Regions from separate parts of the Mus musculus genome. Here all the other regions are linked to region 1. Evidence: chromatin contacts called from public ChIA-PET, HiChIP or PLAC-seq and promoter capture Hi-C data. All regions are on one chromosome and are shown on one strand. Each heading gives the region's core, a stretch centred on a gene start, on an enhancer-like site or on the middle of the called end of the contact. The rest is flanking DNA. Distances are from core to core; before and after follow the strand shown. Region 1 holds the start of Hacl1 (2-hydroxyacyl-CoA lyase 1). Region 2 holds the start of Chat (choline acetyltransferase). Region 3 holds the start of Itih4 (inter alpha-trypsin inhibitor, heavy chain 4). Region 4 holds the start of Itih1 (inter-alpha trypsin inhibitor, heavy chain 1). Region 5 holds the start of Ogdhl (oxoglutarate dehydrogenase-like). Region 6 holds the start of Gnl3 (guanine nucleotide binding protein-like 3 (nucleolar)).

What was found. Promoter capture Hi-C pulls out the DNA fragments that hold promoters and counts their contacts. ChIA-PET counts read pairs in DNA pulled down with a chosen protein or histone mark. HiChIP or PLAC-seq counts read pairs in DNA pulled down with a chosen protein or histone mark.
Region 2: a promoter capture Hi-C map of neural stem cells shows a contact between it and region 1. The contact joins the promoter of Chat here to the promoter of Hacl1 in region 1. A contact is called at or near these places in 5 of 39 promoter capture datasets (embryonic stem cells, neural stem cells, pre-B cells and 1 more), 2 of 484 Hi-C or Micro-C datasets (embryonic stem cells and pro-B cells) and 2 of 115 datasets of contacts at active chromatin or transcription factors (embryonic stem cells and large pre-B cells).
Region 3: a promoter capture Hi-C map of liver shows a contact between it and region 1, with 2.5 times the contacts expected there. The contact joins the promoter of Itih4 here to the promoter of Hacl1 in region 1.
Region 4: a promoter capture Hi-C map of liver shows a contact between it and region 1, with 2.6 times the contacts expected there. The contact joins the promoter of Itih1 here to the promoter of Hacl1 in region 1. A contact is called at or near these places in 2 of 39 promoter capture datasets (hematopoietic stem and progenitor cells and liver).
Region 5: a contact with region 1 is called in an H3K27ac HiChIP or PLAC-seq map of embryonic stem cells, with 2.9 times the contacts expected there. The contact joins the promoter of Ogdhl here to the promoter of Hacl1 in region 1. A contact is called at or near these places in 2 of 39 promoter capture datasets (embryonic stem cells and stem cell-derived epiblast-like cells) and 2 of 115 datasets of contacts at active chromatin or transcription factors (astrocytes and embryonic stem cells).
Region 6: an RNA polymerase II ChIA-PET map of memory CD8 T cells shows a contact between it and region 1, with 12 read pairs. The contact joins the promoter of Gnl3 here to the promoter of Hacl1 in region 1. A contact is called at or near these places in 4 of 39 promoter capture datasets (liver, neural stem cells and pre-B cells), 3 of 484 Hi-C or Micro-C datasets (CD4 T cells and CD8 T cells), 4 of 115 datasets of contacts at active chromatin or transcription factors (bone marrow-derived macrophages, hepatocytes, large pre-B cells and 1 more) and 1 of 9 other capture datasets (liver).

What each region holds. Positions count from the first base shown.
Region 1 is chr14:31,637,916-31,642,962 of GRCm38.p6, forward strand. It overlaps Hacl1 (2-hydroxyacyl-CoA lyase 1), which reads right to left and starts at 3,050. Exons shown (of 17, transcript NM_019975.3): 1 at 2,874-3,050; 2 at 2,579-2,683. The coding sequence starts at 2,963. It overlaps Btd (biotinidase), which reads left to right and starts at 3,142. Exons shown (of 4, transcript NM_025295.4): 1 at 3,142-3,220. The coding sequence starts at 3,210.
Region 2 is chr14:32,462,827-32,467,873 of GRCm38.p6, forward strand. It overlaps Chat (choline acetyltransferase), which reads right to left and starts at 3,083. Exons shown (of 16, transcript NM_009891.2): 1 at 2,981-3,083. It overlaps Slc18a3 (solute carrier family 18 (vesicular monoamine), member 3), which reads right to left and starts at 2,024. Exons shown (of 1, transcript NM_021712.3): 1 at 1-2,024. The coding sequence starts at 1,598. The coding sequence ends at 6.
Region 3 is chr14:30,883,874-30,888,920 of GRCm38.p6, forward strand. It overlaps Itih4 (inter alpha-trypsin inhibitor, heavy chain 4), which reads left to right and starts at 2,603. Exons shown (of 23, transcript NM_018746.4): 1 at 2,603-2,745; 2 at 3,932-4,092. The coding sequence starts at 2,656.
Region 4 is chr14:30,941,259-30,946,305 of GRCm38.p6, forward strand. Itih1 (inter-alpha trypsin inhibitor, heavy chain 1) reads right to left here and starts at 2,031. Exons shown (of 22, transcript NM_008406.3): 1 at 1,901-2,031; 2 at 1,636-1,656; 3 at 1,202-1,368; 4 at 666-770; 5 at 224-386. The coding sequence starts at 2,008.
Region 5 is chr14:32,318,930-32,323,976 of GRCm38.p6, forward strand. Ogdhl (oxoglutarate dehydrogenase-like) reads left to right here and starts at 3,090. Exons shown (of 24, transcript NM_001081130.2): 1 at 3,090-3,187; 2 at 4,950-5,018.
Region 6 is chr14:31,016,732-31,021,778 of GRCm38.p6, forward strand. Gnl3 (guanine nucleotide binding protein-like 3 (nucleolar)) reads right to left here and starts at 2,400. Exons shown (of 15, transcript NM_153547.6): 1 at 2,198-2,400; 2 at 1,077-1,135; 3 at 545-682; 4 at 326-436; 5 at 96-176. The coding sequence starts at 2,210. It overlaps Pbrm1 (polybromo 1), which reads left to right and starts at 2,407. Exons shown (of 33, transcript NM_001081251.1): 1 at 2,407-2,562. RefSeq lists an enhancer at 3,110-3,138.

The DNA of each region.
Region 1 (5,047 bases), core at 1,800-4,299:
TCTACAAAATGAATATAATTCAGAGCACCCCAAAGAGGACAAGGTCAGCAATCCCAGACATGTAAAATACTTAGAATATAGCTAAATCCCTGATAACCTCCTAGCTTCTGGCCACACGAATGTCTTGACTACTCTAAAAACCTGACAGACAACATATAAAGCAATCGCCAAGTGCACCTTTCTCTTTAGCACAAACCTGTGCCTGAGTCTTTCTGAGCACTTTTGAGTATTCCCTTTGAAAACTCCATCGTTATACCTGCCATCTTCCCTTGTAAATGGTCCTCCTCTCTCTATTCTAAGCCTCAGTCAGTAGCCATATCATCTAGTCATGTAAGCCGCTAACCTAGGGGTCACCTCTAGAAGAGCTAACCTTTCCCTTCCTAACAGGCCATGCCTACTCTTTCTTCAAGATAGCTCCCTTATCATCCTCTGTGGGATGCTCTCTCAGAAGACTGTATGGATTTGTCTGTTTATTCAAGTCTGTTGTCTTTGTACCAGGGAAACCCAGAGCACTGGACATGTTAGACAAGTACTCTACCACTGAAAGATAACCCAAGCCCTCCATGGTCTCAGCTGACCAGGTTGGCTCCAAACCTGAAATCTTCTGTTTCAGCTGAGTAGCTACAGGGACTGCAGTTGTGAGCTGCAGATTTTCCATCACCATCCTTTGGCCTAACTACCCACTCTCACAGTTTGCCATGCCTTTAAGTTATACTGATGCAGCAAGGACAAGCCATCACCTCTATGAGCAATCTTTCCTGTCCCAGTGAGGACAGCCAGTCACACACTGTGTGTGACTACTCTCCCTTTTATGGATTCCTTTTTGAGGAGCTAAATTATTTCAGACTGTCTTTTTGTGTCTTACCCTCATTTCCCCCAACTCATCAACTTGGAGGTGAAAAATAAACCTTATATCTTCTTTATATCCCTCTCTTCTGCCGCGTATACAGTCCACATCATGCATACAGTACATACTTAGTGCATGTCTACTGCATGAAGAAGAAACAACGGGCAAACATACTCAAGAAAAATAGTAAAATACAGATCAGCACCTATCCTTTCTCATGCAGGTAAAAGAATAGAAGGTTATTCCACATAGGAAAACTGAGAGGTAAGGGTACAGCTCAGTGGCAGAGTGCTTGCTTTAGTGTGCACAAGGGCCTGGGTTCAATTCCCAGCACTGGAAAAAACAAAGAGGTAAGGGAATAAAAGTGTAAACAACACAAATTAATACCTACCAGTTTTCTGATTAAAAACACTCCCTATAACTTTCAAGCCTTATTGATAAAGGTCTTTCAATTAGCAAATAGTGTAGTACACACCTAGATTACATAGAGACCTCAAGTCAAGTCAGTACTGTGGGGATTTGAAAGCAAATGAGCCACACCCAATGGAACTCACATCGGATGGCAGAGAAAAGGGGTCAAGAGCGTGGATCAGGACAGCAGTGACGGCAGCAGAAGGGACAGCTGTGTGTGTGTGGGGGGGGGGTGTGAATCGTGTGTGCCACCCATGAAGGTCAGAAGAAATCGTTAGATCCTTTGGAACCAGAGTTATGGGAGGTCGGGAGCCACCACGTGGATGCCAGAAATCAAATCCTGGTCTCTGAAAGAGCAACAAGTACTATGAACTGCTGAGCTAAGTCTTCAGCCCCAATTCTTAATCTTTTAAATTATTTGTGTGTGTGTGTGTGTGTGTGTGTGAGAGAGAGAGAGAGAGAGAGACAGAGAGACAGAGAGACAGAGAGACAGAGAGACAGAGAGAGAGAGCGCCTGTCTGTGTGTGTGTGTAGGTCCAAAACAATTTAACTCAGCCTGTGTGTGTGTGTGTAGGTCCAAGGACAACATGAATCATAAATCAGAAACCGCCTTCATTTTTCCATACAGGCCCTGGAGATTACACTCAGGTTATGAGGTTACGTGGCTTTGTAGAACTTCACTGAACCACTTCATCTGCACCAGATACTTGATATTTTTGCCTGGATTGCTAAGAGAGGGTAATCCTGGGCTGCCAGAGAAAATACTTTAAGTGGGTTCATAAAATGTCCTTTGGTTTTCCCTCTCCCAGGTAAGACCCCAAAGGAGGGAGGCATAATGCTGAGGGAAAGCACCAAACTGGGGTTTGAGAGCCCTGAGTTCCAATGACGGCACTGCCGTCTATAATGTCTTCCACTTTATGTTGCATGAGTCCTGGCCTTCAATCACTAATCACTCTCTGACACCTGTCATGTACAGGAACTACATCAGATGCTGGCAATACACTTACCTAGCGATGAATCAATATGCCTTCTCTGCTAGAACTAACAGTCTAGTAGTGAAGTAAGACTACCCCTTTCGATTCTGATATTTGGATGTGGCAGAGTACACTACGGTAGAAAGGTATAAGCATAGCTCCAAACTCAGAATACCTGAGTTCAAATGCCACTACCAAATGACTCGCGTTGGGCAAGTTTAACTTAGTCTCTCTCTTCTCATTTTCCTGTCAAGGAGGATTAACAGTGGTACGTGCAATGCTTTAGAAACGATGGGACGCTGTGTGCATCGAATGGCTGCCATTTGGTCCCTGTGTCAAGACTCACCGCTTGCTCATTCCGCATCCCAATGTACTTGATGCCCAGTTCCTGGGCAGCAAGGGCGATTTCGGTCACGGGGATGCCTACGACACCGAACATGTACTCCACATCCTGAGGGTAGGAGGGAAAAGGGGCAACAAACAACTATCATCAGGTGACCCAGCCTTCTTGCCCTCCCGGGGGGTCCAAAGGAAAGACCTACAGGACCCCCGCCCCCGCCTCCTTGCCCTCCGTCTCTAGGACAACGCGAGGTCCCCGTCTGCTTCTGTAGAGCCTTTCACACCCGAGGGATCCATCGTACTTGAGTTTTTAGAGCCTGGGCGATGACTTTAGCACCAGACACCTGCTCCTCGCTTCTGTCGCTACCCTCTGCGGAGTTACTTTCTGGCATCTTCCACCTAAAGTTACTTCAAGGCACTCTCGCAGCTCACAGCTTCACTAGCCTAAGAGTTGTTGTTGGTGACACCCGCTTCTGACAGACAGGAGGGCAGCCCAACGGATTTAAGCAAAGGGGAGAAGGGGCGGGACAAGAAGTCAGTCCTTGGTGAGGCGATCATGTAAGCACGCCCATTCTCCAGTCAGTCTTTTCCGGACTCCGCCATCAGCAGGAGGCGGGACGAGCCGGAGGCCGCGTCCTATGCGAAGCAGGTAAGAAACCCAATCTCTGAGGATGCTCGCCTTGGTTTTGTCCTCCACTAGGGTAGCGATACAGCTCAGTCCGGTATGGAGGGGATGGCACATCTGGAGGGTGACTGCAGAGACCAGGCGAGGAGGGGGCGTGGCCCCACCGCGCCTCCCCGCCCTCGCCGGGGCTTCCCGCTGATTGGAGGCAAGCTACGCAAAGGCTGCTGGGACGCGGGTAACTTGGAGAGTGTAAAGTTGGAAAAAAAACAGGCTTTTGGGTACAGTGTCGTGCTCCTGTGCCCTCTGATTTTATAACTCTGTGGTTTTGCACCCCACATCATGTGCACGTTCCAGAAGTCTGTGAGCAGAGGTGTATTCTTAATCAGAGATGACACCAAAATTGCTCAAGAGATAAACTTATTAACACCGTAGCTGCTCCTGCCCTCTGCCTGGTTTATATTTACTTATTTTGTTCCAGTTGGGTATCACTAAGGTCTGTTAGAGCCATTGCTTAATAATTAATGTATGATTGCTTAACTTTTACCAAAGTAATAGTGTTGGTTTTCTACTTACTGGTTCATGGATTAGCCTGCTTGACCCCTGGCATCGCGTGCTTTGTAGACATTAGTGGATTCTTGGCCCCTTAACACCGATTGCTTTCTCAGAATTACTGGCAGAACACTTTATGAAGGGCAAACTGGACCCTGATGGGAACAAATCACTGTGATTCAGATCGAATGGGCTTTTGTTTGTTTGTTTGTTGGTTGGTTGGTTGGTTGGTTTATATTTATTAAGGATCAGTCTTCAACTGGCCATTTTTGCCATTTGGCAAAGAGAAAACTCATTGAGCTGGTTATTGCCTTCGCCTAGCAGTTCAAGGTACAGCGGGCCTTGCTTCCCTTGCCTGTAGAGATTAAGCAGAAGTGACGTGACTGTCTTCCAAGTGCAAAGTCACTGCTGTTCCATCCAACTTCAGTGTAAGGATCCCAGGCGCTGTAATTTATACAGAGCACTCTGTGTGGACTTGGAATATGTTAATCATACTCCCTGTTATTTTTGTTGGCAGTATGCTTAAAATGTTATTTGTTATTTTGGTGAGATTTGGCATCGTAGCGCCAGATGTGGTGGCTCACATCTGTAATCCCAGCACTTGGAGGCAGGAGCATGTCGACTTCTGCGAGTCTGAGACCAGCCTGGGCTACCTAGTGAGTTTCAGGATAGCCAGGGCTATGTAGAGAGACCATGTCTTTTAATTACTCAAAGAAAGAATAAGTCATAAAAGCAATACTAGTGACTGACCCTAGGACTTTGCACATATTAGTCAAGCACTCTACCACCGAATTATATCTCAGGCCCTAAATTTTAACTTTCTTAAAAATCAGACGGCAGGGGTTGGAGAGATGTGTTTAAGAGCAGTGACTTCTTCCAGATGACCTGATTTCCAGCAACCACATAGTGTCTTACAACCATCTGTAATTCCAGTTCTGGCAAAGCCAATGCCCTCTTCTGGCCTCTGAGAGCACCAGGCACACACGTATTATGTAGACATACATGCAGGCAAATAAGCCATAAACATGAAAAATAATAATTAATAAAGCCTTAATAATTAAATTAATTAATAATAATTAATAGCATTAGTGACCTGTTCTCCACAGAGCAAATCCAGGCCTCAGAGTCCAGATAGTGATTGCTTTAGGGATCTAGCTCTGGGATGGTGAGGAGTTGCTTGACAACTTTCTTCCAAGTGGGTGAAGATAACCTCAAAGTAGCTGGATGATCTAGAAAGAGTTGTAAGACGGGTGTGGTGAGGCCGACCTATGGGACCCGTACTCAAGGAAGCTAAGACAGGAT
Region 2 (5,047 bases), core at 1,833-4,332, 820 kb after region 1:
GTCTGCTAGCTGCGGGAGTAGTAGTTGTAGTCGTCCTCACAGCCATCAAAAGGGCCAGGCGGGCTACAAGGTTCACCGCCGTCCTTGCCCTGCACCTCACGCAGGCGCATCGCGTCGTACAGACCCTGCGGCGGTTCATCAAGCAGCACATCGCGCTCGGAACGCGAGCGTGTAAGGAGGCCCACATTACGCAAGAGCAATAGGACCGGTGCGTAGAGCAGGTTGGCCAGGCCCATGCCAAGGCTGAGCTGCTCAAAGCCAAGTGAGTGAACGATATGGCCTGCTACTATGGGCCCGAGAGCGTAGGCCACAGAATAGGAGATGTCAGCTATGGCATAGACACTGCCATAGACTGATACGTGGCGCACGTCCACCAGAAAGGCGAGCGTGGGTAGGAGCGCCGTGTCCACCAACGCGATGCCGAAGCAGAGGCCGCAGAGCGAGACCACTAAGGGCGCGAAGGATCGGCAGGCAGGTACGACGCAAGAGCTCACTCCGATTACCGCTAGCCCGAGAGCGCCATACAGCCACTGCAGGTGTGGATAGCGCGCCGCTAGACGCACGGTGAGATAGACGCCTAACACGTGTGGCACGAAAGCCGGCAGCCAAACCATGCCCATCTCCCACTCGGATGCCGCCATTGTGTGCTTCATCCACGTGGCTATGGTGGGCTCGAGAAACGCAAGGGGAATGTTACAAGTTGTGAGCGCTCCGGCTACAACAGCGATGTAAGGGTCTAGCATGAGGCGATGGATAGGTGTGCCCACGGGCAGGTTGGCCCGCGCCCGAGCCGCAGCTGAGAAAGGCTTAGCCACCGCCAGGAGTAGGAGTGCGTCGAAGAGCGACACGGCGGCGAGCACTAGAAAGGGTACACGCTTGCCCGCGAACTCGTAGAGGATGCCCCCAAACGGTGGCGCCACTAGGCTTCCAAAGCTGATGAAGGCTAGCGCCACGCCCAGAGCACGACTGCGCTCAGGCTCCTCGGGATACTTGTCGGCGATCATGGCAATGCCAGACGTGTCCGCGAAGGCTGAGCCCAGGCCTTGTAGACTGCGCGCAGCGAAGAGCGTGGCATAGTCTTCTGCAAAGGCAAACATGACTGTGGAGGCGAACATGACGCCCAGGCCAATAAGCAGCGGCACGTCGTAGCTCATGCGATCAATGAAAGGCCCGCTTAAGGGGTTCACCAGAAGCTGCAGGATGGCCTTGGAGGCAAATAGCACGCCTATCTTCACATCTTCACTTTCTGTGGGGTAGCGAGGCCGCAGGATTGACCGAGCCGACCCGGCAGCCGTCGGGGACGCCGAGGTGTTGGCCAAGTAGGCGCTGGCATTAGCCAGAGTGGGCGGCGGCAGGGTGGGTTCCCACACCTCAGAGATCAGGGTAGGGCTCTCGCTGCCCCCGCGCATGTGAGCGATATAGTCGGGAACAATGGGCACGATGACCATGTACAACATGTTGTCCAGTAACAGTGCAACGCACACGATGACCAGCACCAGGCGCCGCTGCCTCTGGGGCTCTTGTAGCGCGGCTCCCACTGCTTCCGACAGCTTGGTGGCCGCCGCCCGGGCCTGACCGGTTGGCGCGGTGGGTTCCATGCCCCTACCCGCTGCTCTTCCTAAGATGCCTCCACCGGAGTCGGGTGTCGGCGTCCCGCAGTGCAGAGGCTAGGGTACGGTACTTCGGGGGCGCGGTCCTAGCCGCGTAGCGCCCCCTGTGCTTCAGGTGGCTGTGGGGTTCATATCCCCGAGCTCAGGAGAAAAAAAAAAAAAAATCAAGGATTGTCCCGCGCGGCGCCGCTGCTCTTAGATGCTCCAGGGACCAGTTGCCGCTGTTTCGGATGCAACCGCGGAGGCCGGCAAGCCGAGGGGCTGAGGCGGGAGACTGGACGCGCGGTGCCCAGAGAGAGCAGGAGCAGCCCCTGCCGCGCAGAGAGGCCGTGTGCACCCGCCCAGGGGCATGCTGCCGCCGCCCGCCGTCTCTCCAGCCCTCCCCGCGCGTCCGCTCTTGCCTCTTCCTCCACCGCCGCCTCTCTTTTTTTTTTTTTTTCTCCCTCCACTTGGGGCTATGACGCGGTGAGTCTCGGCCCCCGAGTGGTGCCCGGGCCACTGGCGTCGCTCATGCTAATAGGACGTCGTCGGGGCGGGGGCCGGGGGCCGGGGGCGGGGCGCGTCCGGGCAGGGGTCCGCTTCCGAGATGTTTCCAGGTTGGGAGCAAGGGGAAGGGGATCTTGGCGAGCTGTAGTCCTAGACAAGCCCCTGGGGATGGGTGAGCAGTGGAAGGAACCGGCCCTATGTTTCCCCCAGTTCTGGGACCTATAGGGGTGAGGTTCCCCCAATTGGGAGGAGGGGTGCGGCAGCCGGTTCCCCGCAGCCTGGTGGGAGACGGGAGAGCCGGGGGCTCTAGACCTCCTCCTCAGCCTGGACTTCGGCGCACAGCGGGCACGGAGCCCCCGAGGTGAGCCGCGCTGCCTCCATCTGTTCTCGCAGCTGGAACACGCAGCCGGGACCCAGAGGCACAGCGCAAGCAACCCCCTTCCTCAATCCCGCCCCCAGCCCGTCTCATCCCCTCCTCCGGGAAGGGAGGGGGAAGGTACAGAGCCTTCAGGGTCTGGTTCCGACCCACCTGCCCTTAGGCAGAAAGTCTTAGCAGCTAATTCCAGTCTTTAAGGGTTTGAGTATTGAGAGGAGGAGTCGTTCTTTGCACCCAGGGTCCTGGAAGTCAAAACTAACACTTTTTGACCTCCCCCTACCTGGCCTCTCCTTTTCGGCTTTCCGGGCGCGGGTCTCTCCCCCCCCCCCCCCCAGCTCCGCCTATTTTCCCTTCCTTTCTACTCTCCCACTCCTCTTTCTAACTCCTCCCTGGCCCTCTTCTCTCCAGACCTTACCCTCCCTCTGCTCTTGAGAGCCTCCGCCCACTTTTCTGCATTTCCTCACCCCACCCCCACCCCGGCCGCCTCCAAGTCTTGAGTGGGGCTCACAAGTGGCGTGGAAGCTTCTGGGTCTCACGCAGCAGGGCCTCTGCAGCTTTGCTGTCAGTAGAGGCTTAGGAAGGCTCACCTTCCTTCCGGGAGGGCTGCACACGCTGAGCGTCCTGATTTGCAGGCGACAGGCTGAACAGATCAGCCTATGCGTTGGGCCCAGTGTGTCCTCAGAAGAGTTTTGACCCTAGATGGCACGTGAGGCCCGAGTTCCAGTCCACAGACTGGAAGGAGAGAGGATGCCAGTCAGCTGAGATTGGAGGTGGTGGTGACGTTGAGATTGGACTTTCCCTGTCTTGCGGAATCACAGGAGCCTTCAGATCCCAAGCTAGCCTCGGATTTAGCTTCTTCCACTGGGCTTCCCACCCGGGAAGGAGACATCGTGATCTGGGCTCCAGAGGCAGACAAATAGGATGGCTTCCAGAGCTACCACTTACTAGATAACAGTGCCAAGGGAGACGTTGTTTCTCCTTCTGCCCCCACTGTCCCTTTATTTATCTGTAAAATGGAGTACCTACAGCTTAGGGTGTGGTACACGCATGATGAGAAGCATCAGTATTTGCCATTGTTGCTGTGACATGCTCTGCCCTGTGTTCATGTCACAGTGGAGGGTCTTGTGAAGAGCAGACAGACACCAGGGCCATCCTGACTCTCTGGCTTATCCCTCGAGTGGGAAGGCATTGTGAGCCTGGTCTCTGTCCGAGCTGGTAGAAGATACAGAAAGAGCTGGAAAGTTGGCTTCTCTTCTTATGCCAGCTGCAAGATGATGTGACAGAGACCAGAGTCAGGGAGAGAAGGCAGCACTCAAGTGGTCTAGCCCAACCTCTCAACCCCGTACACAGGTACTCCTGAAAGGAGGAGACTCACCTAAGTAGAGAGCTGCCCAGTCACATGCCCTGTGATGGCCCAGCTGCCCTTAAAATGAGGGAAGAAGCCTAAATATGAGGACAGCTGTGGCTCTGGATAATGTTGGGCAAGTCACAGTTGCCCTACCTCTGGCCCACTTGGCCTCTGTTCATCAAGAGGTTACCAAAATTCACACTGCTGAAAGTGCAGCAAAACGACTTTAAATATTATCCCACTGCCTTTGTTCATAGCACATACTCCAGAGACTCGCTTTCCCTCAGCTTGCTCCATGTACTCTGTCACCTGCTTGGCTCTCCAGACACTCTAGTTTAAGAATACTCTGGGTTCCTCTGACTTTTCTACAAAAGCTACACTGATGGTTTTTAAAGAGGTATTCCACACCCTACATGGTAACGATTATTTATTCATATATTGTCGCGCCGTCTGAGTAAAATCAGGAGGCAGGATGACACGGGAGGCAGCAGTTTTCTCTCTAGTGGTTAACAGACAGTAGAATCTTCCAAAAAATAAACTTCCCAGTCCTAGCAAGCTGCAGACCTCGTCTCTTGGCTCTCCAGCCCACATAATAATCCTTAGCTGTTCCTGAGAATGAAGCCAGTTCATTTTGGGACTCACACCCAACTCTCGCCTCCTCCATTCCTCTATGACAAGATGCGGACTCACTTGTTCTGTGCCAGGGCCATGGGTATACTCTTACTTCATCCTTCCTCAATCCTGGTACAGCAAAGATGCTATCTGCCCCCATCACACCCCCCACAGGGAAGTTGTTCTTATGCCCTGGCACATCTGGTTCCAGGCTGTTAAGACCTGCTTCATGGTCTTCATGCCACCTCCCTTTTCTTTGTGTTTCATTATGCCTCTATCACTCCATCTGCAGTGTGGCACACCTTGGCAGGGTAAGGGCAAGAGGCATAAAAACTGGAGTGAGGAAGGCAATGGGCTGGATTCTTCCAGGTCTTTAGCTCCCAAATAAGAAGGCAGAGCTTTTACATCTGAAGGATACAGGGGTCACAGTCAGGGGAAGACAGACCCCCTTCAGCAAAAGGCTCCCTCTCCCAGATGTGCCAGGCCAGAAGGACAACTTCCCTTCCAGGCCTAGTGGCTCGCTGGAACTGTCCGTGGTGCTGGACGGTTTGCTGCTGGAAGCCTTCCAGGGGCCGGCCAGTCCTTGCCGTGTTTTTGTGCCTGTGGCTTTTCCCT
Region 3 (5,047 bases), core at 1,353-3,852, 750 kb before region 1:
AAAAAAAAAAAAAAAATACAAAAAAAAACCCATAATTCTTTACAGTTCTTGAAAGAACAATACTCAACTTCACTTCATATGGAAAAATAAAAAAAAAAACAGGATAGCTAAAACAATCCTGTACAATAACATAACTTTTGGAGTTATCACCATCCCTGATCTGAAGGTGTACTACAGAGCAATAGTAATAAAAACTACACAGTATTAGTAAAGGAACTGACAGGTTGATCAATGGAATTGAACATGCAGTGAATCCACACACCGGTGGACACTTGATTTTTGCCAAGCCAAAACCATACAAGGGGGGGGGGGGAAGCGTCTTCAACAAACACTGCTGGTCTAACAGGATGTCTGCAAGTAGACAGTTACAAATAGATCCACATCTATCACCCTGCGCAACACTCAAGTCCAAGTGGATCAAAGACCTCAACATAAAACCGGATACACTAATTCTGATAGAAGAGAAAGTGGGAAATAACCTTAAGTGTATTGACACAGGAGACAACTTCCTGAATAGAACACCAACATTCCAGGCACTAAGATCAACAATTAATAAGTGGTACCTTGGCCTGGAGAGATGGCTCAGAGGTTAAGAGCACTGACCGTTCTTCCAGAGGTCCTGAGTTCAATTCCCAGCGACCACATTGTGGCTCACAACCATCTGTAATGGGATCTGATACCCTCTTCTGGTGTGTCTGAAGTCAGCTACAGTGTACTCATCATATATATCAAATAAATAAATAAGTAAAATTTTTTTTCTCTTTTTGTTTTTTTGTTTTGTTTTTTGAGACATAGTTTCTCTGTATAGCCCTGGCTGTCCTGGAACTCACTCTGTAGACCAGGCTGGCCTCAAACTCAGAAATTCGCCTGCCTCTGCCTTCCAAGTACTGGAATCAAAGGTGTGTGCCACCACTGCCCGGCAAGTAAAATCCTTTAAAAAATAAAAATGGGACCTCATGAAATGGAAAAGTTCTGTAAGGCAAAGGACACTGTCAAAAGGACAAAATGACAGGCTACAAAATGGGCATAGATCTTCACCAACCCCACATCCAACAGAAGGCTGACATCCAAAATATATACAAAAACTCAAAAAGTGAGATGTCAACAAACAAAATAACCCAATTAAAAAGTGGGGTACAGATCTATACATAAATCTAGACAGAGGAATCTCTAATGGCCAAGAAGCACTTAAAGAAATGTTTAGCCAGGCAGTGGTGACCCATGCCTTTAATCCCAGCACTTGGGAGGCAGAGGCAGGCAGATTTCTGAGTTCAAGGCCAGCCTGGTCTACAGAGTGAGTTCCAGGACAGCCAGGGCTACACAGAGAAACCCTGTCTTGAAAAAAGAGAAAGAAAGAAAGAAAGAAAGAAAGAAAGAAAGAAAGAAAGAAAGAAAGAAAGAAAGAAAGAAAGGAAGGAAGGAAGGAAGGAAGGAAGGAAGGAAGGAAGGGAAGGAAGGAGAGAGAGAGAGAGAGAGAGAGAGAGAGAGAGAGAGAGAGAGAGAGAGAGAGAGAAATTTTCAACATCCTTAGTCATCAGGGAAATGCAAATCAAAACAACTCTGAAATTCCAGCTCCTTCAGAATGGCTAAGATCAAGAAGAAGATAAGCCTGCAGCTTGGTGTGCTAAGACCGGTTGATATCCACGGGAGGCCTCCTGTTTTCTGAGGAGAAAGGGGAGGAGGGGTGGATGGGTGTGGGTTGGGGATGAGCTGAGAGGGAGGGACTGGAAGGAAAGGAGGGAGGGGAAGCTGCAACCGAGATGGAAAGTAAATAAAAATCAACAAAAAATAAAATAAAATAAATCAGTGCTTCTACTTTCTCAAGGACATATTGAGAAAAGGTATTAGCAGCACCTAAGGGCCGCTCTCAAGGGCCTGCTATGACAAAGTCAGCCCACACTCTACCTGTACACAGCTTTCAGGAATTCTATCCCTGTGCCTCACCTTCCTGCATAGACTGTCCAACATCACACCTCTAGGCTCAGGGTATGCATCTTTACAACTCTAACGTATTGTCAAATTGCAGACCTGTTCGAGAGTCTGCTTGGCTTGAACCTACAGCCTGGTTATACTAATAGGACCCATGGAGCAGCCTGGTACCAGAGAGTGAACAGGGGTTTCTGGACCCAGCATCTTTTGCTCCAAAAAGTGCCCAATCTTGCTAATGTCCTCAGATGCGTCTGTGGTCCTCTCGGTGTCTCAGGGATCCCACGGGCATGCCTACCTACCAGGTTAATATGGCCCTGTCTCTTCCAGGAAGCCACCTAGGGTATTTTTTCCAGCCCTGGTCTTTCTACGGAAGCTTATGTTTCCTCCTGGGCTCATTGAGAGCTTACTAGCCTCACTGCTGGGTGCCTCTGGCCCTACACATCATGATGGATGTCTACATCAGGTTGTGACTCTGGAATTCTGAACCTAGCTAGCAGAAGGCCTGCTAATGCCCAGCTGCCTCTCCCCAGGGTATGTCCTTCTATCAGCAAAGTTTACTGGACATAGGTCACTTGTGTCCTTATCTGAGGCCTCTGGGATTTTTTGGCTTGGAAACCTGCATTTCCGAGAACTTGCACCAGCAGGGGCTGGCCAACCAGCAAGTTGCCAGTTTATAACCCACCTGCTCCAGGGCTCAGAAGCAGTCTGGCGGGCAACTGAAGGCAGATGAAGAGCCCTGCCCCTGCCCACATGTGGAACCTTGTGCTGTTCTTGCCTTCACTGTTGGCTGTGCTTCCGACCACTACTGCCGAGAAGGTAGCAGTACCCATAGGTGCCTCTGTGTCTACCTGTGTGAGTGTGGTGCAAGCTGGGTAATGAGCAGACACATCTGGAAAGTTAGGGGTGCCTCTTCAGTATGCATGTAATTAAGTAGGCAGGTGTGCAGGTCAGTGTGTGTGCAGGGCATGTTGCTAATCGCTGGGTAACCAGGCAGTACCCAGAGATCCTTAAGGCTCCTTCATTTAATAGATGGGATAGTCCTATTCTTGCCACTTTATAGATGAAAGAGGAGAGCCAGTTGCCCCTTGAGGCTGACAGCAGAGCCAAGAAAGTCGGGATGTGGCTGTATAAGCCCAGCGCTTCTGCTCTAGATGAGTGACCTCTGGGAATGACTTACATGGTCTACCTATCAGTTTCCTCATCTGAAAGACTGTGATAATAAAACATAGTCTGAGTGCTGTGCTGGTTGATAATCAAGCTTATGATACCTGGGAAGTGTTTAGTGCCACACATGCATGGTACAGAGCTGATGCTTGCTAAACTCTGTCCTAAACTGGGGCAGGTAACCATGAGTATCTGAACAGTTTGTGTGTGTGCAGCATGGCACATGGAGCAGGTAGAGGAACGGGGCTGTGTGTGTGCACATGCCTTTTCTTAAGGACATGCCAGCCTTGGGGTAAACCGTGTATGTGTCGAGCAGTACCCAGTGGAGGGGTCAGGGCAGAGAGTCCATTGCAGGGAACATTGACGAAGAAGAGCATCGCTCCTTAGAAACCTGATTGTCAACAGATTCCCAGGACTATCTGATAGGAGAGTGGCAGGAGTGTTCTCCCACTTTCACTGAGGCCAGAGTTTCCAAAAATCAAAGACCCCTCATACTAGGCAGATCTCAACCTGCACACAGGGCCCCGACTCTGAGCCCCTCGCCTCTGCCGAGATGAGAAGTGTGCTTTGTCCAGGCTTGCGTTGTTAGCCTGGGCGCTTTGTTTCCCATGAGGTCTCTGTAGGTCTGCTCTATGGGGCTGTCTTGTGGGGAACGAGGTCCACAGCTGCCTTCAGCTTCACTGAGATGTGTGATGACTTCTGTCTGAGGCCTAAACAGTATCCGGGCCAGATGAAGGGTGGAGGTTGGTCTGGGACCAGCTTCGAAGCCTACTCTTGAAAAATTGGGTTGGGGGGTGGCAGGTAAACAACTCAGCCCTCCTCCCTGTCCCTTGTCCAGAATGGCATCGATATCTACAGCCTCACGGTGGACTCCCGGGTCTCTTCCCGATTTGCCCATACTGTTGTCACCAGCCGGGTGGTCAACAGAGCCGATGCTGTTCAAGAAGCGACCTTCCAAGTAGAGCTACCCAGGAAAGCCTTCATCACCAACTTTTCCATGTAGGTGTCTCCGTACCTCTTCTACAACCCAGTCCTGCAAGTCCATCTCCCCTGGGCCTGAGACATGGAGTTCCACAAGTTGGGCACTCAGGACCTCTGTTCCATGAGTCAGCCTCAAAGGGAACAAGATGTTATCAAGCCCAGAGATGCCTCGGTCCCGCCTGTCATCCTGCCTCCTCACTAAGTACTGCTAGGTGACAGACCAAGAACCACACTGTCTTGGAGTCTTTGCCTTCCAGAAGTCCAAGCCTAGGCCAATGCTAGCTTTGACACAGGAAGTCACCAAAATCAGGTTCCAGCTGGAGAAGCATAAGCCCTACCTCCTGGGGTTCCCTTTGTCACTGCAGAGGGCAGGTGGCTCTACTCTACCTCCTCAGGAGATGCCAGGGTTCCTGAGGACTCCGAGCCAGCAGCAGTCCTTACTGTGCCCTCTTCGTCCCTTTGCAACGCTGCCCTGATCTATTTTGCAATGTTTGTTGAATTTGGCAAAAGTCCATGTTTGGCCCTCGCCTCCCAGAGAGGCAGCAATTGAAGGCAGGCTGCTCCCGACAGGGGGAGCACTTAGAGGGGGAGGAGAGCTAGGGGGGAGGGGGCAGGCTAGGTTCCCTGTGGCTGGCTCCTCCCTTTCTCCCCACCCACCTCCACCCTAGAACAGTCACCCCCCCCATGTTTATGCTAGTGGCCCCGGGTCTTTCTACTGCACAGAGAAGTGCGGGGCAGGGCAGGTCTCCGCGTCCCCACCCCCCACCCCCACCCCAGCAGAGAGTCTGGAGAAAGGATGAACTTTCCAGCCAGGAGAAGGAGCCAGGCTTCCCTTGTTTGTTCCCATTCTGGCCCAAGACTTAGCCAGAGAAGGGAACTGAAGACGCCTGTTCTGTGGTTTCAGCTAGGTCCCCTCCCTTCCCCCTCCCCCCCCCCCCCCCGTCTCTGCACACCCCCACCCTCCCATACCACT
Region 4 (5,047 bases), core at 781-3,280, 700 kb before region 1:
GAAATTGGGGGATCATGGATGACAAGAAAGCTGGGAGATTCAAGGGGCTTCCTGCTGCGGAAGAGCCCACAGGAACCCGTCCTAAGGACTCACTCTCATTCCTTGTATTTTTTGGGCCTGGGCTAAGGGAGAGGGCTGAACCATTGCTGAAAGCCACAGTTGGTGTGGGATTGGGGGTGGGAGAAAGAACGTGAGGAATCCTGTCTGGGAACTTGCAAAGTACCTCAAAATGCTGTACCAGCTGCTTGGGTCTGACTTTGATGGTGATGTCATACTGCATCAGTCTCCTCTTTAGTACCTCCTCATAGGTGAGCCGGAACGTGGCCTTGCTCTGGGCTCCAACAGTGATATGGATGGTGAACTGCTCCATATTTCTGCCCGAGGCTCTGAACATGTCACCAGAGGCAGCAATAGGCAAAGGGTGACATGTACAGTTTCAACACCTAAAGCTTGTCCCTCAGAACCAGTTCCTCTTATTATCACACCACCCCCCCCAAGGCAAGAGCTCAAGGATGTACCCCACCCTAGCCCCAGATGCCAGCTTAGACAGGCTTACTCAAGCTTCCATCCTCCTGGAGGTGCTCCCTCCTCACAGTCCCCAGCTCCATCCTGGATGGTCAGAAGGGAGAGCCCTGGAAGCTTGGCCACTAAGGCCTGGAACTTACCTGACAAGGCCAGCGCTCTCCCCTAAAACGGCTGCCTTCCGGTACTGCTTCCATGCAGTCACTTTGTCCTTTATGTCCCCAATGAACGCCTTCCCATCTGATGTTCTGCATGAAAGGGAAAAGCCCCCAGTAGTGGTGGCCTGACTTCACTGCCTGGGTTGTCCTTTGTACTGAGTATTCTGAGCCTAGGACCCTGTCCACACAACTCCTTGAAAAGGGAGTCTCTGCTGTCTGCTGCCTCTACTGTCCACTGCTGAGAGGACCCATAGGAAGTCAGTAGATAACCATAGTCACAGAGGCCACATCACTCACTGGATTTGCTCCCCAAGTCAAAAGCTTTGAAAACAAGCAGTCAGAGGCTCTGATTTTCTGTGTAAGGTGGGAGGTGAGACCTCTAATGGACCTCTTTCCTCCTACCCCTCTAAGCTGGGGCTGGCCATGACCCAAGTGAGATCTCACTACTCTGAACTCAGGCTGAACAGGTGAGTGGACACAAGTGGAGTAGAGTGTAAGAGTTAGACAGGGCACGCACGCACATGGCAAAGTCACTGATGAAGGCTGTCTTGGGGATTTCCACATCAAAAGCCACTTCCCTGGCTTTATCAGCATTGTTGACCACTTGGCTGGTGATGACGTAGTGGGCAAAGCGAGAGGTGACTTTGCAATTGACTTTCAAGCTCTTGATGGACACACCATTGACTGACTGAAGATAATACTAATAATAATTAATAATAATAATAATAATAATAATAATAATAATGGACTCTACCCACTCTAGAGCAAAGTGCCCAGATTCCCAAAGAATACACCAGACCTCCCAAGAAGACCCTCTTTCTTTGCTGGAGACATGAGGTCACATTTCAAGTGATGGGAGCCCCCTGCCTGTTGCACTGACAGAGGCATACAGGGATGGGAAAAAGCAAACCTGTAGTAAGGGCCCCATCTTGGACCCCTTGGCCAAATAACTTACAGTGTCCACAGCGTGTCGCTTCTGCAAAACAAAACCACCACTAAGTGTGAGTGGGGACGCTCAGGGACCCTGATCCATTTATTAAGGGTGGGAATGGGGTCTGTGTGCTCTCCTCCTCCACCTCCCTCCTGCCGCTGGGAGGCTTCCTCTTCAAGAAGAAATGATCAGTGGGTGAGGGAGGCTCATGTCCCTGATGCAGGAGCTGCAGCCCCGGGGCCCAGTGCAGGGACAACTGCCTATCTATGCTAAGGGCTTACTCACATACCTCACTGCCCCTGGGTCTGCCTGTTGCCAAGCCCAAAGCAGGCCTGGCCTGCAGAGTGAGGAGCGGCAGCAAGCACAGCAGCACCCGGAGCCCTGTGGCACCCTCCATGATCTCCAGGCTCTCAATTCCCCGTCACTTCCCTCAGACTGTTAGTTAATACTGTGCTGGACAAACACAGTTTAAACATTAGACACAGCGGAGGCAAATAGCAGGGTTTAGGGAATCAATGAGCTGGGACGTAGCTCACTGGTAGATGGTTTGTCTACCGTTGTTGGTAGGTGCCATGCACTAAGCTCTGGATTTAATTCCTAGGGGAATATGTATATATATATCTCAACATGTTAAGTGAAGTTGAAGAAAAAGTTTGCAGATCCTGGGTGATGGCTCAGCAGGTAAAGAAATTTACCATAAAGCCTGACTACCTGAGTTTGGAACTAACTCCCTCAAGTTATCCTCTGACCTCCACCTATGGGTTGTGGCATGAATGTACTTACAAACACACACACACACACACAGAGACCGAGAGACAGAGAGAGAGAGAGACGGAGAGATGGAGAGACAGAGAGACAGAGAGACAGAGACAGAAAGACAGGCAGACACACATACAGAGAGAGATGGTTGGAGAGACAGACACACAGAGAGAGAAAGCAACAAAAAGTGTTCATGGCAGCTAGGCTTGGTGGCACACACCTACAATCCTAACACTAGGGAGGTGGGGTCAGGAGGATGAGTTCAAGACAAGCCTCAGCTACATTGGGAAACCAGTTGGGCTATATGAGATCTTGTCTTTAAACATGGGTGAGGAAGGGTGCTGAGCTGGATCAACAGCGGAGAGGTCTTGCTGCCTTTCCAGGGGACTCAAGTTTAATTGTCAGCCCCTGTGTTGGGAACCGCCACCCCCTTCTGGTTTCTGTGGGTACTGCATAGGCCCACATGTAGGAAAAATAACTTTTAAAACCATGGCAGTTACTACTTTCTTCTTGTAAACAGGCAGCTCAGGGCTGTGGAAAGTCCCTGCCAGACTCCAGATTGCCCTTGTGTATTTATCTGCACTCCGTCAAGAAGGCTTGTGGAGCCCTCAAATGCTTCCTTTCCTGTCTCAAGTACCAGGCAGCACCAGTCTCATATACAGTTAACTTTTGGCAAGAGGACAGAGGCGATACAATAGAATTTCTAAGCTTAATGAAGCTTTTCGTCCAGAATTCTTCAACAAACTTTCCAGTCATGCTTTGGCCACAGATGTGACTGGGTGTTATGACACCCAGTGACACATTTGGTTCTGATGATTCGGGAGGCTTGGGGGAAGCACAGCGGTGACCCATGCTCCGGGCGTATTGCATCATCTCGCTGACCTTCTTGCTGGATTTGGAAAGAAAAACAGAAGTCAGCTTTGTCCTGCTCCCACCAGGCCAGCATGCTGTCACCATGGAAGACACCAATGGCAGCACCTTCTTAGAATCAAGGCCTCTGGAAGCCTCGAGCAGTTGTTCTTTACTGTCTAAGGTCTAGTCATGTGTCTCTGGGACAGCCACACTTGAACTGAGGTCTCAGGCTCCAGCGCCCATCATGTAGAGAGGTAGGCATATGCCCTGAGACACAAAGCCGGGAAAACAGAGTGGAGACCCCAGAGGGGAGAGTCCTCAGAGGCCTGGCTTGCCCAACAAGTGGCTCAGCTTTTATGTGCAAACCCTGTCCCCGACAATCCACTGGACAGCTGCAGTCATTTGGTTAGGTCACTCTATGACCTGGGTTGGGATGTGACCCTGGTGAGATGAAGGGGACCTTGCAGAAGAGCTGTTTGCTTATCCTGGACTTTGTCTCCCAGAGGCAGCTTCTGGGAAAAGGGTTTTGGCCTTGGGGCAGGGTGACCTTCTGACCTGTTTTCTGCCTTTGTGGAAGATTAGACAGGTCAGCATGCTTCTGTACATTTGAGGGTCTGTTTTGTTCTTTAGCAGCACAAAAAGAGCCTGGTGGGCTGGGCACAATGGTAGGAGCTGGGGTGCAAGGATGATGGAACTTAGTTGCCCTGATATGATCGGGAAGGGAGACAAACCAGTGGAACAGTGAATCCTAGGGACTGTCTGGAGGCTGGGGATGCCTAAAGATCTGTAGACCCTGGGAACTCATCTCCGTGGGAATCAGAAGGTGTCTGGGGAAGTGTGACACTTGGGAAAGTGAACATTGGGAGAGAAGGAACTTTGGCAAGTGATCAGGATCAACTGGATGGAACCAGTGGGTTCTAGTTTCAGTTTGTTGCTGTTACAAACACTAGAGGATAGGAGGGCTTGTTTTCAGCTGGTAGGTTACAAGGCGTCATCGAGGAAAGCCAGGGAAGAAACTCCAAGCAGGAACGTGAAACAGAAACCATGGAAGAATGCTACCTGGTGGCTCACTCATGGACCCATGCTTAGCTAGCTGAAGATTACCTGCATAAGGTATGGTGCTGCTCACAGTGGGCTGGGCCCTCCTACATCAATTAACGATCAAGACAACCCCCTGCAGACACTACCACATGTCAATCTGCTCTGGGCAATCCCTCAACTGAGACTCAGGTGGTTCTAAGCTTTGTCAAGTTGACAGTTCAAAAAAACTAAGACGGAGTATCTGTAGACCCTTAGCTTGTGGGATGGAAAACACCGAGGTGCCCAAGACTGGAATGCTGAGAGCTAGTTACTGTGGTATACATTTGCAGTCCCAGCTACTGAGGCAAGAGGATCAGTTGAGGATCAAGGGTCCATGGAAGCTTGGGACAGCAAGGAACACAAGCAGATTCTTGGCTGTTGAGAGAGATGAGTCATGCCAAATCCGGTTCACAGAAGGAAACGAGGAGCATGCTGATTTGGCTCCAGGGGTGGCAGGTGACAGAAAAGGACAAGGAGAGGGGAAAATGACCAGTGTGAGCATCTTGTATGCCCCATTCCATTGCTGTTCTCAACTTCCCCCAGGAGTCAGCTACTGTTCCAAACCCCATGTTTAGGATGAAGAGTGCGATTGGCCCAATCGTGGCTATGGGAAGAGGAGATAGACAGGAAGCAGATGAGGTTGCTAAGGATTAAGCTTGAGGGCCTGGGAAGATGGCTGCCTCCCATTCCTGATGCTGTGCGCTCTGCACCATGATGGACTGAACCCTCAGGCTGTGAGCCAAAG
Region 5 (5,047 bases), core at 1,840-4,339, 680 kb after region 1:
CTTCACCATCTTCAAGGCAATGCAAGGCTGTTCTCCCAAGGCCTTTCTTCTCCACTGGCAGATGTTATCTTTCTCTTCTGTCTCACATGCTTTACCCTCTCTGTGTCTGTAGGCTTCTATTTTTCAAAACCTACTTTAATACGTACACTTAAATGCTTTAACCTCCCTTCTAGCCCACCCACCCACCAGGGGAGTGGAAAGGAAAGGTTAACAGGGCAAAGGAGGATATGGACCCATTTTGAAATTGTTCTTTCGGGCGAATCCAATCTGTGTTGTCGGGATATCAGCAGTTCAATTCACATGAATCAGCAGTGGTAGTTCAAGCCACTCACAAACACTATTCATGAATCAGCAATGGCAATTCCATCTAGAAGAAATTGAGAGATTCTGCCAATCAGCCAGAGTCCAAGAAGCTGCAGCCTCAGGAACACCACTAGAACTTCTTTTGTGCATTTCTCTCTAAAAATCACAACAAACAAAACAATGATCAGCAAAGGGTGGCAAGGCAAACCAATACAGCTTCATTGTTATCGTTGTCATCGTTGTTGTTGTAGTCGTCATTGCCATTGTCCATTGTTTGTTGGGCTATATTTGTACCATTTCCAAACACCACTTATTCCCTCAAGTGTCCACTCTAGCAGAACATCACATGCCCTTTTCCCAGGCAGCTTCCAGGAAAGCACCATGTGTCTGTTCTCAGCAAAACATCCTCCCACATGTCTGCTTCAGCAAAAACATCCTATCATAAGACAGTTTCCAGGAAAACATCACATGATACAACTGAGTCTCCAAAGAAACCAGCAATTTCCACTTCAGTGTCTGTGCCTGAATTTCCTCTACTTATACGGATATATTTATACTAGTCCTACTTGATTAGAGCCATTGCAATGCCCACGCTTTAACACAATTTCCTCTTAAATACTGATCTCTAAAGGTAGTGACATTCTGAGGTACCTGGGGTTAGGACTTCATATTACAAATTTGGAAGCAGGGACACAGTGTAAACCTTAACACGTTGTGTTTGCCAACTTGGTACAAACTAGAGTCCTCTGGCAAGTGGAACCCTCAATCGAGAAATTGCCTTCATCAGATAAGGCTGTGGGCATGGCATGTCGGTGGGGCATTTTCTTGAGTCCTAATTGATGTGGGACTTTACCACTATATGCTTCATATTTCTCAATGAACTAGTCCATACTATCAGAATGAGTAAACATATGTGTCTGTATCCCACACCCGAGGAAGCAAAGACAGGTCTCTGCTGCCAAGATTTTTGCAGAGCTCCAGTCCCTGCCTTAAGTCCTCCCAGGCTCCTAAGAATGGCAGCCACCTTATGAGAGTCTTGATTGCACCCGAATAATTGCTTCAATTGCTGTAATTAGCAGAACAACAATCAGAAGAGAAGGCTGATCTACCAGCAGGCTTCCCAGGCAGAGGTTCCTGTCCTTGGCAGTCTCTTCCCCATCCCATTCTATGAGTGACTCACCTTCCCTCCAGGATGTGGATCCATCTCTTTGTCCCACTTAGAGCTTTGCAAAGGGCTATAAACAAACAGAAAGTTCTGAAGCCTTCTGATTGGCTAGGCCGTTGCCCTGCCTGTGGACACAGGTTAACTTACCTTCTTGGGTCATTCATTCATGATTGACTCTCAGTTGTAAACTTCTCTGATGTGCCTCTCAACACGGCTTACCTGCTTCCTACTCAATGAACTCCAGTCAAGAAAGCCAGAAATGCATGTTACTCACACCCTACCAAACACCCCGCAAGCCACTGATCTCCCAGACTGGCTTCCAACTCACTATCAGATCTGTCCCGGCTTCTTCTCTAGCAGTGCTTGATTGTCCCCCCACTCAAGACAACGCACACTTTCACATTTTACCCTCCATTTCCCCCACACTTGCCAGAAAAGGAGTTCAAAAATGCAACCTTGGACATTCATAGCTGCCTAGAGTCTCCTGGACAGAATCTGGGAGTTGTTTTGAGACAGGTTCTCAATATGTATTTCAGCCTGGCCTTGAACTCTTAACTATCCTGCCTTAGCCTTCATGGTACTGGAATTACAGGTATTTATTACCTTGAAGGGAAGGGAAAGGGGTGATTCCTTTCCTGCTTCTCACAAAGGATGCTGGCCCAGACTCCTGTAAATCAAGGACAGGTTGTCAAGAGACAAACATAAAACGTCATTTGATTATGGTTTTATGTGATATAGGAGCCTTCAGATGGAACACTCAAAAAACCACAAGGTCAATTATCCACAGTTTGCTTAGGATCAGTGGATCTTAAACAGCTACGTAGAAAGATGATTGTACAAACTGTGACATGAAGCTGTGCTCCACAGGAAGTCCCTAGCTGCTCTGCTGGGTCAGGATTAAGGGATGCAAACACAGAAGCCAGTTAGGGGCTGTTACAGTAATCCTGTGAAGGACTGCTGATAGCATTTCCAGCCACGGGTGTATCCTGCATTTGCTTAGAAATGAAACAGAGCCCAATACAGAAAAGAAAAAGGCAGGAACACATCAGAAAAACTCCAAACTGACCAATAACATAAGTTGGCAAATCACTAATAATAAAAGTGCAGATTAAATTTCCACAGGTTCTGTCAATGTATATTCTTTGTTAGATTGTCTGTGGCAATGATTCTCTGAGGAGAGGGAAACCAGGCCACAATCCCTTGGAAAGTGAATTGGTAGGGCACTAAGCATTTTTTCATAAACTGCTTCATCCTTTCTTCAAAACAGCTGGAAGACAGCAGAACTTTTAATAGCATTCCCATTTTATGGGTGATAGAGAGGAATCTATCTTTCCCCCATACACACATACAAGTCTGCTTTATTCTGGTACGTTCCTCTTAGTTTCAGGTCGAGGACTCTGGGGTTCATGGGTCCAGCACTGTCTCCAGTCACTCAGACAGGGCAGACCTGGGCTCCTGCTGGCCATCTGGAAGCACCTGGCTCTTTGGGGGCCACATGAGGTCTTGGATCTGGGAGGTCAGCACCTCGGACAGCGAGGGCCGCAGACAGGGCGGGGCGTCTACCGAGACGTCACGACGCGCGGAATCCCGAGGGTGCGCGCTCACGGCGGCCGTGTCACGTGACCTAGGTAATTGATACAGCGCGCTGCTCGTGACCCTCCGCTCAGTCCCCGGACCTTCAGCCCCCCGGACCGCGTGGCCCGGAACCTCGGCCAGCCGGTGAGAGCGGCGGCGCGACCCCCGTTCCTGCGAGCTGAACCCTCTGCAACTCGATCCTAGGTCCTGGGGCAGCGCTGCCCACTAACCTCAGCCAGGCCCTTGGGGAGGGGGTGGGGTGGGGTGTGGGGAACGGGAACTTGACCTTGGTCTCTCCCTAGACTAAGTGCAGCGTTCCTTAGGACCCCCGGTCCTTTGTGCTTGTCAGCAGGTGAATGCAGATTTCGTGGGAAGGAGTGACTTGCCAATAGTGGGGCTTCAGGCCGGAAGGCTGCAGCCCCCCCCCCCCCCCCACTGTTTGCCGTAGTGGCCTGGAGAGGAGCCTGCCTGGTACTCTTCCAAGGAGAGGGGGGCTGCCCAGAACAGCACTGAGATTGAAGAGGTTCCAGGGTTGCATCTGGCGGGACATGCAAGCAGCTTCGAAGTCCCAGGACAGGCCCTATACTTGTTTTTAACTGCGGTCTGTGCTCCCACTTGAGGAAATGGAGGCCGACCAGATATCTAGGTCAAGTAGTTTGAGGTCTCAGCCATCCTCCCGCACTCAGGATGAGCCCTAAGAGGACTTATCTGATTGACCCTAAGGACCATGCTCTGCAAAGACCCAGCGCTGAAACCCCCAGCCCTACGGGCTCCAATCCCAAGCCAATCTGTGTATTTCCTCTCCATCCACCAGTAACCTTCAACAGACCTTACCCATCTTTGTACACACCCCAGTTCTGGGCTTTAGTTTGGCCCTTCCTTCCTCCCTGTCAAGAAAGTAAGCTTGCACCCCGACCCCCATCACACCCTTCTGCCTAGCTCTTTGGAGTTCTACATTTTCCAGTCAGGCAGTGAGTTCAGTTTCTAGTACAAGACAGGTAGAAAGACTCTGCTACTGCGTGCTGCTTCAGGGTTTGGAGGGAAGGGGGCCTCCCTACTCTGACCTCTACTAACTGATTTTCCCAAGGGCAGTTTACAGAGCAGCCCTCCCCTGTGCACCACTGCAGGAGACTTAGTATTAAGTTGCCTGCCCTGGTTCTGACTGGATGACATTGTTCCAAAAAGGATGCCCCCAAGATCTTCCCACTAGAAACTTGCACAGGGCACGTTTTAGGGTGTGCTTGCCGCCATCCTGCCCTGTATGAGCAGGACCTAACAGGGTTAATTAGGGCCTTGGCTATAGATTTGGAGCTCAGCAAAGCTCTGGGGTCCTCAAGCCCAGCTGGCATGGGGGTAGGAATGGCTGGCATCTCCTGCCGGGTTGGGTGAAGGCCATAGCAGTATCTGGCTGCCCAGAGCGTTCTGTATTTGTAAAACACAGTGTTCCAACACTGGGCCAGGCTGGATATAGCCAGGCCTTGTCCCTATCTGGCCTGGATTGTCCTATCACCTTGTGGGGGTAAAGCTGGCAGAAGGAGCAGTTGGGGCATTGTCCCAAGGAGATATTAAGCGGCCATGAGGAAGACACAGGCCCTGGAACAGACAGCGGGTCACTCTCCAGTTCAGTGCTCGCCTCTGTGCTCCTGACTGTGTACCCTTACTGTGTGGAATGCGGATGCTGATCCCCCATGGTTGTTCCACATTTGACCCTAGGGCCCATGCTGAACCTTTGGAAACTTACTGCTGCTCCAGGAGACCCAGCCCCAAGTGGCTCACTAAGGGACCTGGCTACATTAGCTCAGGGGTTGGAATGTTAGAAGGGAATCCTGGGGCACCTGAGGTTCAGAGTTCTGCCACACCCCCCTCTAGAATGTCTTTTCTAGTTATTAATTTTCTTCTAATTCAGACTTGCCACAGGTCACCTCAGGAAATCACCATTCCTTGGCTGAGGAACTCACCTGCCCCTTCAGCTCAAGTGAGTTTGCAAGGGTGAGGGGAGGCAGC
Region 6 (5,047 bases), core at 1,150-3,649, 620 kb before region 1:
AGCGTTCTAAGAATTCCCTCTTTACAAAGCAGCTGTCAAGGACTAAGTTTTCAAAAATCTTAGATCATTTTTGACACTAACCTATACTAAGGTACCTTTTTAAGTTCCTGGCAATGTAACTTCTTTGGATTCTGTTTGCCTGCTTTGGCTTTCTTTCTTTTGGGCTCGTCAGATTCCTAAAAGGAAGAAAAATTAGAAACAGCAGTTGTTACCAGTATATCAACATTTCCCACAGATCACTACAGGCAATATATTTTAAATGGATGAGAAAGCCTACGTTTTGTTACTCCCAAGGAACGCAAGTTTTAAGGAAAGATAACCTTACCTCCCTAGTTTCCACATTAGACTGCTCATCACCAGGGCTAACTTCAAGTTTTCTTTTCCTTTCTTGCTCTTTTTGCCTATCAAGTTTCTGCTGCTGTTTTAGTTCTTCAAGCTGTGTCAGAGACGTGAAAGAGAGGAATGAGCGAGTGACTGGTGGCAGTGTATTGCTTTGGAAACCACATATATCATTCTACTGGAGCTTTCAGCCAGCAAAAATTACCTGCTGTTTCCTTAGTTCAGCTTCACGAAGAAGAGCCTCTTTAAAGGGAGCACTATTTGGAACACCTGGGTCCTTCCTAGGCTTCTTGTGACCCCGTTTTTTAGCTTCCTTCCTTAATTTTCGATGATGTTCTCGGACCTATTAAAAACAGCTCTATGAGGTCGGAAGGCACTTGCCTTGGTTCAATCCTCAGTATTAATACAAAAGAAACAACTCGCCCTACAAAAATACATAAGCACTGAGAACTTAGGGAACAAGCCAGCCTATCCGCAATTTATAATGGATGTGAAGCACCCTAGAAAAGCAGAACTTCAACTGGAACTATACAGGGAATTAACATGTACACAAAAAACAGAAAAGTGTTGCAGCTCTCTGTAAAGATGCCAGTGTGCTAGCTTGAGGCTTTCGTTTACCCTGTACTTTCCCACAGCTGCAGTCTGTCCAATCCTATACCATGACAAGAGCCTTCCCCACAGAGATGAAGAAAGCCATGTTAGCACCCCACTTGCTATGGGCCTCACAGAACACTTACCTTTTTTTGAATTTTATATCGCTTATGGCAGGTCATACGTTTACTCGCTTTCTTTAACTCTGCCAAAACAAAGAAAGAGAAAGACTGCACACATGAGCAGTGAGTGTTTTAAATTTCTCACATCACCTATATGGATGTTTTGCCCTCTCTTGTCAGCAGACCAACCACGTGCATGTAGTGTTCTTGCAAAGGAAGCCACAAGAGGGCTTCATCACTTGTCCTTCTACAGACAGCATGGAGCTGCCACGTGGGCTGGGACAACCCTGGGTCTTCACTCCATACCCAAAATGTTTCATTTACTTATTTTGTGTGTAGGTCTGAAAGCAATTTCCAGGAGTCAGTTCTACCTATCATATGAGTTTGAACTCTTGACAGTAAGGCTTAGTGGCAAGTGTTTATAGCCATATTCCTGGCCCTCAAGAGATTGTTTTATCAGGCCATGGGGGCCTACAACAATAAGGCTATCCCGGGCAACATAGATCTTGCCTCAACCGTCCCTGCAAAGTTATGCAGGGTATTTAATGGAAATCACACCACAACGCCAGTCAATTCGACTCGGTGGACCCACAATGGAAGCAGCTTCTAGAGGAAAGCACTACAAATATCAAGGTTTCTTTCTTTATTTTTATTTTTTCGAGACAGGGTTTCTCTGTGTAGCCCTGGCTGTCCTGGTAGACCAGGCTGGCCTCGATCTCAGAAATTCGCCTGCCTCTGCCTCCCAAGTGCTGGGATTAAAGGCGTGCGCCAACACGGCCAGGCTCTTTTTTTAATTTTTAAGCCATGGTTTCAGTATACAGCCCAGGCTGGCTGCAAACTTTCTATCTTACTGCGTCATCCTTCGTGTACATGATTAGGGCGCGTGCCACCAAGGCCGAAAGACCATGGTTCTGAATAGTTCTAGGAAAACGGCAGGCTCGAAAAGAGGCTCAAACACGTTAATCACAGAAATCTGGCTCGGTTTTCCTCTCAAGGGCTTAGCTCTCCTGCTATACAACAGGCCAAATTTGGGTCTGGGCCTTCTAAGCATCAGATCTACGCGGAACTCATCAATGGCCTATGGAGAGTCCTCTCCCTCCAGCCACAAAGCACCACCCGCGCGTTTCGCTCCCGACCCCACTCACTAGGCCTCTTCATCCTGGCCGCGGACGCTTCAGGAGCAGAGGAGGTCTCGGGATCACCACGACTTCTCGGGCGCCACGTGCGAACTGGAACTGCGGTTCAACGTCACGCGCTCCAGGACCTGCCGGAAAGTGTGTCGGGGCCGGGCCGAGTGCGCGCGCACACACATACACTGTCGCGCCGAGCCGGGCTCGCCTGGCGGCCACAGGTTGGATTTACGGCAGCACTGGGAGGGGTGAGGGCGGTGAGGGCGGCGGGTGCCGGAGAGACGGCCGCGGCCAGAGGAGCGCTAGCAGCCGTGGCGGCCACGGGGCGGGGCTCGGCGGTCGGGGACCGCAGCCGGGGCTGCAGGCGGCGGAGCGGCGGGGTAAGGCCGGGCCCGGGGCGGGCGGGGCCGCCCCTCCTCGGCCGGCTGCCGGGCCTTTGTGTCGGCCCGGGCGGGCGGGCGGGCGGGCGGGAGTCGCGGCGGAGGCCCCGCCCCGTGGTGCGGACGCGCTGGTCGGGCAGGGCGCGGGGCGGGGCGCGGCACGGCACGGCGGCGGGGCCTCGGGACAGGGCCCAGCAGCCCGGCCGCACCTGCCGCCGGGACAAAGGCAGAGCAGGGCCCGGAAACTCCCTTCGCTGCTCTTTCCCGCCCGTCGCGGGCCGCCTTCAAAGCTGTCAACGTTTCCTTTAGCCCCAGAACCAGTGACAGGTCGGGCGAACTCTTCTTTTCCTCCGCCTCTCAAGGCCTCTTTTTTTTTTTTTTTTTTTTTTTTTTTTTTTTTTTTTTTTTGGTTTCTTGTGCGTTCGGCAAAAAACTCCCTATTGAGTTTTTGTTTTTGTTTTTTTCTTTCCCAATGATCGCCCAAACGGAATATTTTTTTGTTTTTGTCAGAGAGACTTACTTATTTACAGGCTAGGTACTTAAGCTTCTCATTTGTACCGTCACGACGAGTTGAGTTTTTGTAAACTGTATTTTCTGGTTTTAAAAGTATTTTCCGTTTCAAAATTTTGTTTTCTGAAGAAGTGAGTCTTATTTTAAGAAAATTTGATATCAAAGGGGGGACAAAAATATAAAATTCCTGGAAAACAAATGACAAATACACAATAGACCGGATGTAGGAATTCGAGGACTAACTATAGAAGCGTATGGTGGAATATGCTATCTTAATCCAAACTTTTCAAAACTTACTGTAGGAGCCAGGCACAGTAGAAAACACCTGTTCTAGCTCTTGAGTTGGGAGTATCGCAAGTTCCAGTGTACTTGGGTTACATAGTGAGACCTGCCATTAAAACAAAAAAGTGGTTATACGTTTCTTTCTTAACCCATTTGGTAGTAGGCTTTTCCCCCCAAAGTAATTCAGAAGCATATTGGATTCCAGATGTTGAGGAACATAGCTTTTGCTTTAGTAGTTTTTAAGATCCAAAATGAAAGATTGGAAAGTATCCTCGTTTATCTTTGAAGTGGCCTTACTTTGCTGCTAGATTTACCTCAGACTTCTGGATCACCCGCCTCAGTCTCCTGAATGCTGGGTTTACAGGCGTGTGCCACTGCTGGAGGGTGGGGGAAGTGAGGATAGTAACTGCTGAAGACATGTTTGGGATTAAAACAGTAACACCTGTATGTGCAGATGCACCTTAGAGTGTGAAACGTAGCTCAAGTACTAGTGCATTCCCCAAATCCCCATGCTATAGACCCGTCTAGTAGACTGTTAGGAAGACATCAGACATCATGAAAGAGAGTGCTGACTTGGTTACCTCTTCATTTTTATATCACTCCATTTATGGGAAAGATAGTTGGGTTGAACTGTAGTTGAGTTGGTAGAGAATCTGGTATATTTGTGAAGCACTGGGTTCAGGTCCGTATACTACATAAACTGGACATGGTGGTACATGCTATCCCAGCATTTAGCATGTGGAGGCAGGAGGCTCAGAAATTCAAGCCCTGAGTTCAAGACTAATATGGTATGGATGAGACCCTGTTGCAAAAAGAAAAGGAGAGAAAACAACAACAACAAAAGATAACATAAGGAGTAGGTAAATATTAAAGGCTCTGAGTGGCAGTGGTGAAGGTGGTTTTCCTGTGAGAAGTAGGATGGTAATTGCCTACTTATTACCACAATTTTTGTTTTAAGTATTTGTTACAATGCTGAATATTACTAAAAAACACAGAATACTAAAAGTATGTTGTCAGGTATTTGGCTATACTAGGTACTTACACAGTTCCATATTTTTTTTTTAATATTTATTTTATGTATATGAGTATACCATAGCTGTCTTCAGACACACCAGAAGAGGGCATCAGTTCCCATTACAGATGGTTGTGAGCCACCATGTGGTTGCTGGAAATTGAACTCAGGACCTCTGGAAGAGCAGTTAGTGCTCTTAACTGCTGAGCCATCTCTCCAGCCCCCACAGTTCCATATTCTTAAGTACTCTTTAAAAGACTTACTTGGTATATGTATGCCTGTGTCTGTAGAGGCTAGAGATCCATGGCATTGTTTTTCTATTGTTTGTTTTTTTTTAATTTATATTAAGATCTATTCATTTTTATCTTATGTGTGTGGATGTTTTGTCTCCATGTATGGCTGTGCCTCAAGAAATCAGAAGAGGGTCCCCTGGAACTGGAGTTACAGATGGTTATGGCTGCCATGTGGGTGCTAGAAATCTAATTCAAGCCCTATAGAAGAGTAGCCAGTGCTCTTGACCTCTGAGCCATCTCTCCAGGGCTACCTTATTTTTGAAGACAAATTCTCTCATTATATACCTGGAGTTTGCTGGGGTTTGACTAGGCTGATCGCCAGCAAACCCCAGTGATCTTAATGTCTTTACACCTCCTCTGTACCTTCAGTGATGGGGTCAGAGGGCCA